Linked DNA regions of Mus musculus: region 1 is linked to region 2. A link is a contact called in public promoter capture Hi-C data. All regions are on one chromosome and are shown on one strand. The core of a region is the stretch at or near the end of the contact, and the rest is flanking DNA. Distances in the headings are between cores, read along the strand shown.

Region 1 (2,979 bases), core at 24-2,523, 150 kb before region 2:
GATGGGCAAGTAGTATGCTGAGACATAAGGTGCAGGGTTACAAAGGAGGTGGAGGCCCTGATACTGCCTTGATGGCTGTTCGTGTGGTGAGGTCCTTGCTGAGAGGTCACCCTCTTCTCAGAGGCCTGCCAAGCTTTACTGAAGCCGGTCCTCATAGGGCCCAGCCTTCTCCCCATTGACTCTGCTTCTCTTGTTTAACTAATGCAACCCCCTGGGTGTCAGGTTGTGTGGGTGCTGGGAAGCCAGGCAAGTCAGAGCTAGACCTTGCCTAGCCATGCCGGCCTGAAGGACACAGATGTTGACCTTCAACATGGGGAGAAGCATAAGCACAGCCCTGACGGAAGGGGCAAACCGAGCTGAGCTGAGGAGGCCCCTCAGCTGAGGAAAAGTGGCTGCAGTCAGAGGGTAACTTCAATGTCCTGAGCAGGGCTAGTCCTCAAGAGACACAGCAGTGTTGGGGTGGGGACAGGCAAAACATCAAGAGGAAGGGTTAATATGCCCACAGGGCTAGGCAGGGACCTCAGGCTGAGGAGGCAGCAGAGCAAGAATGTAGAATGTGGAATCCGCAGAGGGGAAAGTTACCACAGGGCATCAATAGCTAACATCTGGAAGGCAAGTCACAAATGAGACTACATGGACCTAAGACCCTCATGCTAGGCTGGCTGTTGTGGACACACAGTCTAGTCTGATCCTAGACTCTCTGGGCCCAGTACTCTATTGGTAGTCATGCCTGGTCTCCAAACAACTAGTTAAAACTCTCTGGTCAGCAGAACAACAGTGGTCTTTGTTGGCTTTCCCCCTGCCTGATCAAAGATAGGAAGAACTTAGACTGGAGAAAGCAATGTCTCTGGGCTTCCTGTGTCCACTGTAAGGAGCATAGTCAGTAACTTACTGGGTAGGGGGAGTGACCTGAGTTTCAATCCAAAATTAGAAATGAAAAGGAGGCAGAGGGTTGCCCCTGGAGGTCTTGCTGTCATTTCATAGGTTCAGGTGAATGTCAGGCTTCCTCTCTGAACCTTGGGAGTCATTTTGGGACTTCCTACTGCTGAGCTAGCAGACAGATACCCACGATTGTTCCATTTCTCCTAAAAGAGTACCCAGAAGGTCTGCAAAAACTCCTCTTCCTGCCAAAGTCAGATAGATACTGAGCATGCCAGGCATACTACTGGCCTGCTGGTTCATTGCTGCCCCCTAGTGCTGAGCATGGAACCTGGGTCTGGTTCTCAGAGCTCAGTGCCTAGAAATTACCTCCTTCCTCCAGGAAGGACCCCCTGTTCTTTAGGCTCAGAAGATTGATCCTTGAGGAGCAAGGAACTAGGAACCTGCCCTACTGCCTCCACAGACAGCATCTCCAGCTAACAAGGAAAGACAAGACAAGCACAACCTGGGGCCTAAAAACTCAGTATGTATATACTAGGCTGGCCCTGTCTCTGCCTCCCGAGTACTGGAATTAAAAGTGTATTGTCACTATGCTTAGCTTCAAGCTGCTAGCTTTTAAACCTAGCTCTGTGTGACCTTAGCAATGGATTCCAGCCTCAGTGTCCTCATCTCTAAAATAACAAGAGCCGGCTAAATGACTATAAATGACTTAGCAAAATGTTGGCCTAAGGGATATGGGGAGATCCTAGGTCCTCATCCGCCATCTCTTAGTCCTTTCTACAAATTTCCTTAGAGTGTCTGGAGTGTTCAAAGCCAGACCAGTGGCTATCTGTTGGCTAATGGATATCACTGCCATTACTCAAGGTCCTATAGTTAGATGGCTGAAGAGGAAAGATCTATAACAGCTGCTTGCCCAAGTTCCAGGATATAGAAGGCACCAGAGCCAGCCTGGCAGGAGCTACTCCATACCAACATAACACTTTGGTTGACACCTAGATGGGGGTAAGATGGGCTCCCACCTCCTCTTCTCAGGCATGTGGGCATCAGCAGTCCCAGGTACAAAGTGGCCTTTGTGGAGGCACCTCCTAGAGCAGAGTCCTTGCCTGGCTTCCATGGACAAGAATGAACAGGTGTTTGTCCAAGCCTCAGCTGCCCCTACCTAGGGTGGGACATTTCCTATTTCTATTCAGGGTAGAGTTCCATACCTTGACACAGCTGCATGGCCTGCTAGGACCCTCAGTTGTCACAGGATGAGAAGGCAGGAGGCTGAGGACTAGGTCCCCAGTAGAACCTGAAGGGAAAGGGGGCAGGTCAGCTTTAGAAAGTATCTCTTAAGAGAGGCCAGGCACTCTGAATGGGGTCAAGACTGGTTCTGTTGTGAGCTGGCGAAACCTACTTAGGCTCCCTGGGTTTGGTTTCCCCTCTACATAATGAGTGTGGGGCAAATCTGAAACTTGTATTTATGGAACCTGTTCAGGATGCAAGAAACCAGGCCTGACTAGGGTGATAGCAGCCAAGCTCAGCCTATATTGATAGAAGCCAGAGTAGAAAATGACCAGTTTTAGTGGGATGCCAGGTAACTTTTGAGAGAACTGAGCCTGTACTGGTGGGAGAAATTTAGGGGTTGAAGACTTGACAAAGGCCTGGAAGTGTATGAAATGTGTGTACATGTGACAGTGGCTAAGTACAGCCTTGACTAAGGTAGTAGGACATGGGTCTAGGAAGCTTTGGAGCACTAAGGCGTTTGAACTGCTCTGGGTGGTTAGTGAGGCACAGCTTATCTCTGTGGTGGGTAGTGAGAGGGATTATGACCTACCTTAGAATTGGATTGTCACAGCAATTCCTGGGGCCTTACAACCTAGCCTGGGATAGAGGCCTGGGCAGCTAGGTAGTTTAGCTTGCACGTTAGACGTTGCTATCACACGTCAATAAGGAGTCCAGACTCTTAACCTTTGACACTCTGCCTTTGTGGCCAGCTCTTCCCACCCCAGCTATGTCCCAAATGTCCACCCTGAGCTTGAAGTGAAGCAGGCATCTCTTTCAGGACCACAACATGGAGGAAGATGAGACTCAGGCTTTCAGGGCTAAGGATGTGTGTGG
Region 2 (2,879 bases), core at 299-2,798:
CACCAGAACACTTATTTTCTAAGTGAGTTTTAATGATGACATTCTTTAGTAGGTTGTTCCCAAAAGTTCTCCTTATTAATTATACAAATCCAGATTAGAAATAAAATGCCCAGAGTTGAGAGAAAGGACTGAGCTGCAAGAGAGCACAGGGCTCAACACTCAGCATGGATTTCCAGGAAATGTTTTGAGCGTCTCTTTTCTCTTAGAGCACTGTGACTCATGGTCTCTCTTCTGTTTCAATATTCTCTCCAGTCACAAGCAGCTAGCTTCCAAAGATCTATAAGATGTCAGCAAAGAACTAAACAGGAACTTTTACTGGCACAAAGTCAGAGTCAGAGTGGCCTATGTTCTAAAACAAGCCTGTCTGCAACACTAGTAAAATTCATTCCCCGGTGAAAACTGAGCACCACCAATGTATCCGTTTTATATAGAACAAAAAATCGATAGGCAGTTAAGTATAAGTCGACTCTTTCATATATATGCACACATATAGTTTTTTATTAATAATCACACCTAAGTAACTCACCATGTACTTGACAAATACAACTCATCCAACTGCCTGCAGACACACAGAAGCACACCTCTCTGGCTATGCTTAAAACCTGGTTTAACTACACTACACCACAAACTAAATGAAACGCCAGGAGAGTACGAAGTGCCTCGAGTCACAGGCTGCTTCAAGTGTCACTTGGAAAAAGAATATCCCATTGGATGCGTTCACACTCCCCCGCCCTCAGCACTCCCGCCGAGACCTCCTAAAAGCATTATGTCATCCACTACCCGCACATCTCTCACGCTGTCCTGCACTCCCAGCTCTTAGGCCTGATGAGGAGGTAACCCTAGAGATCTCTGCCTCTCCAAGTTCTCTTCACAACAGTCATGTGCGCCACCGCCCCAGTTTCTCCAGAAGAGAGAAACAAGTTCGTTCCCTAACTTCGCAAACTGGGAACGGCGAAGGCACTGGAGTCGTGACGCCCCTCAGCGAGTCCCTGGCTGGCCTGACCCGGCTCTGTCTCCTCTGAGGGAGGCCAGAGACCCCGCAAGACGAGGGCCCGGGCCGGGAAAGCCTGGCCTCAGGGAGGTACCGCGACCCTCTGGACAGGGAACAGTGTTGGCCATGCCCAGCACGCAGGCCAGGGGCGCGGGGCCCGGGCGGGAGCTGCGGCGCCCGGACTCACGGTCGGTGCAGCGGTTCCTCTGCCGGACCTGGCAGCGGCGGTGGTGGCGGCGGCGGCTGCCCCTGAGGCGGCGGCTGAGGGGGTTGAGGCGGAGGCGGCGGCGGCGGTGGCGGCGGCGCCTGCGGCGGTGGCTGCTGCTGCTGTTGCTGCTGAAACGACTTGAGCGACTCGAAAGCCTTCATCAGCTTTTCCAGGGTTGCCATGACGGCTTCCTGCCCGATGGGACAGACCCTGAAGACTTGGAGCCTACTGGCACTACGCGGCGCCACTTAGCAGCAAGGCAATGAATGGGGCTCTGCGCGGCAGGCAGAAGCGGAACCAAGGCGCTCAGCCATCTTGGGCCCGTCCCGGCAACCCTCGCGGCGAGTGCGTCCCGTGACGTCATGCCGGCGGAGACGAGGCCACGCCAGACCCGCAGAATTGACAGGCGGATGCGTCGTCCTCTTTCCCGAAGTCAGGACGCAGGCCTGCGGGGCCTCTGCTAGTTTAAGACTCTCCGCCCCGCCGATGTGGCCCCGCCCCTTCCCGCAAAAGCCAGCCCCCCTTAGTGAAGAGGGCCAAGCAAGAGGATGAGGTGGGCGGGGCGGGCTGCTAGATGAGGGACGGAGCTGAGCGGAGAGTGGGCTTTAGGGCGGCTCCCTGGCACCAGCGATAGAAAAGAAGTGAGGAGGTGGGCAGAGGAGTTGGGGAGACCCGGAAGGAAGAAAAGGTTGGAAAGGGGAATGACAGCGAAGAAATTTTCCTGCGTAAAGCCACCCTACACCTGGAGTCACCGGGAAAGCGATTGTGGAGCTCGGAACCCGAAACCCAAAGCAGCTCTCTCTTCCACAAGCCAGGTGGTGGCCTGAGCTTCCCGAACGCAGCGTGCTGGGAGCTCCCTGCAATGAGAAGGGAACCAGAGTGACCTGTATTCAGGACCAAAGAACCCTTTATGATCCGTGGACCCCGAAGCCCCAGAAGTGTCTGCAGTAGAGAAGGCTGAGAAAGGGTTTCAAGCAGGCAGCGAAGGCTGAGAAAGGGTTTCAGGCAGGCAGCAGTAGTTACTGTCCAAAGAAAGGCTGTGTTTCATGCAACTTTGGTCACACACTCTACATTGAGACACGGACCCTGGAAAGTGCTGTGGCAACCAGCCAGGACCTACAAGGGGTCTCATTGCCACCAGCGCTGAAGTCCTTGTCTCTAGAGCCTCCATCTCCCAAAGGTGAGCAATTAAAGCAGGAAGCTGAAAATGGTGTGGATACACCCAAGCTGCCCCTGCAGTCTGCCCAGCAAAAAGTGTTGGCTTCAACCGGGCATGGTGGTGCATGCCTTTAATCACAGCACTTGTAGAATGCTTTTTGAGTAGCATGCACGAAGCTCTGAGTTCAATCCCTGCATTTTATAAACCAGGGGTGGTAATCATGTACTCTGCAGGTAGAACGAGGATCAGGAGTTCCAGGTTTTCCTTGGCTTCATAGTGAATTCAAGTCAGCATGGGCTGTATCAGAACTTGTCTCAAAAGAAAAAGGAAAAGGAAAAAGCCAAGCAGTGATAGAACACACCTTTAATCTCAGCAGTCTGGAGGCAGAGGCAGGCAGATCTCTGAGTTATAGGTCAGCCTGTTCTACAAAGTGAGTTCCAGGACAGCCAGAGCTACATAGAAACCCTGTCTCAAACAAACAAACAAAACCGTTCCGGCTTCAGAAAAAGCTGTCTGGAGGT

The links. Capture Hi-C pulls out chosen DNA fragments and counts their contacts.
Region 1: a contact with region 2 is called in a promoter capture Hi-C map of liver. The contact joins the promoter of Msantd1 here to the promoter of Htt in region 2. A contact is called at or near these places in 4 of 39 promoter capture datasets (the HPC-7 cell line, embryonic stem cells, second pharyngeal arch cranial neural crest and 1 more), 1 of 484 Hi-C or Micro-C datasets (the MNK3 cell line), 1 of 115 datasets of contacts at active chromatin or transcription factors (memory CD8 T cells) and 3 of 9 other capture datasets (adipose tissue, embryonic stem cells and liver).

What each region holds. Positions count from the first base shown.
Region 1 is chr5:34,914,209-34,917,187 of GRCm38.p6, reverse strand. Msantd1 (Myb/SANT-like DNA-binding domain containing 1) reads right to left here and starts at 1,273. Exons shown (of 3, transcript NM_207277.1): 1 at 1-1,273.
Region 2 is chr5:34,760,409-34,763,287 of GRCm38.p6, reverse strand. It overlaps Htt (huntingtin), which reads right to left and starts at 1,548. Exons shown (of 67, transcript NM_010414.3): 1 at 1,179-1,548. The coding sequence starts at 1,381.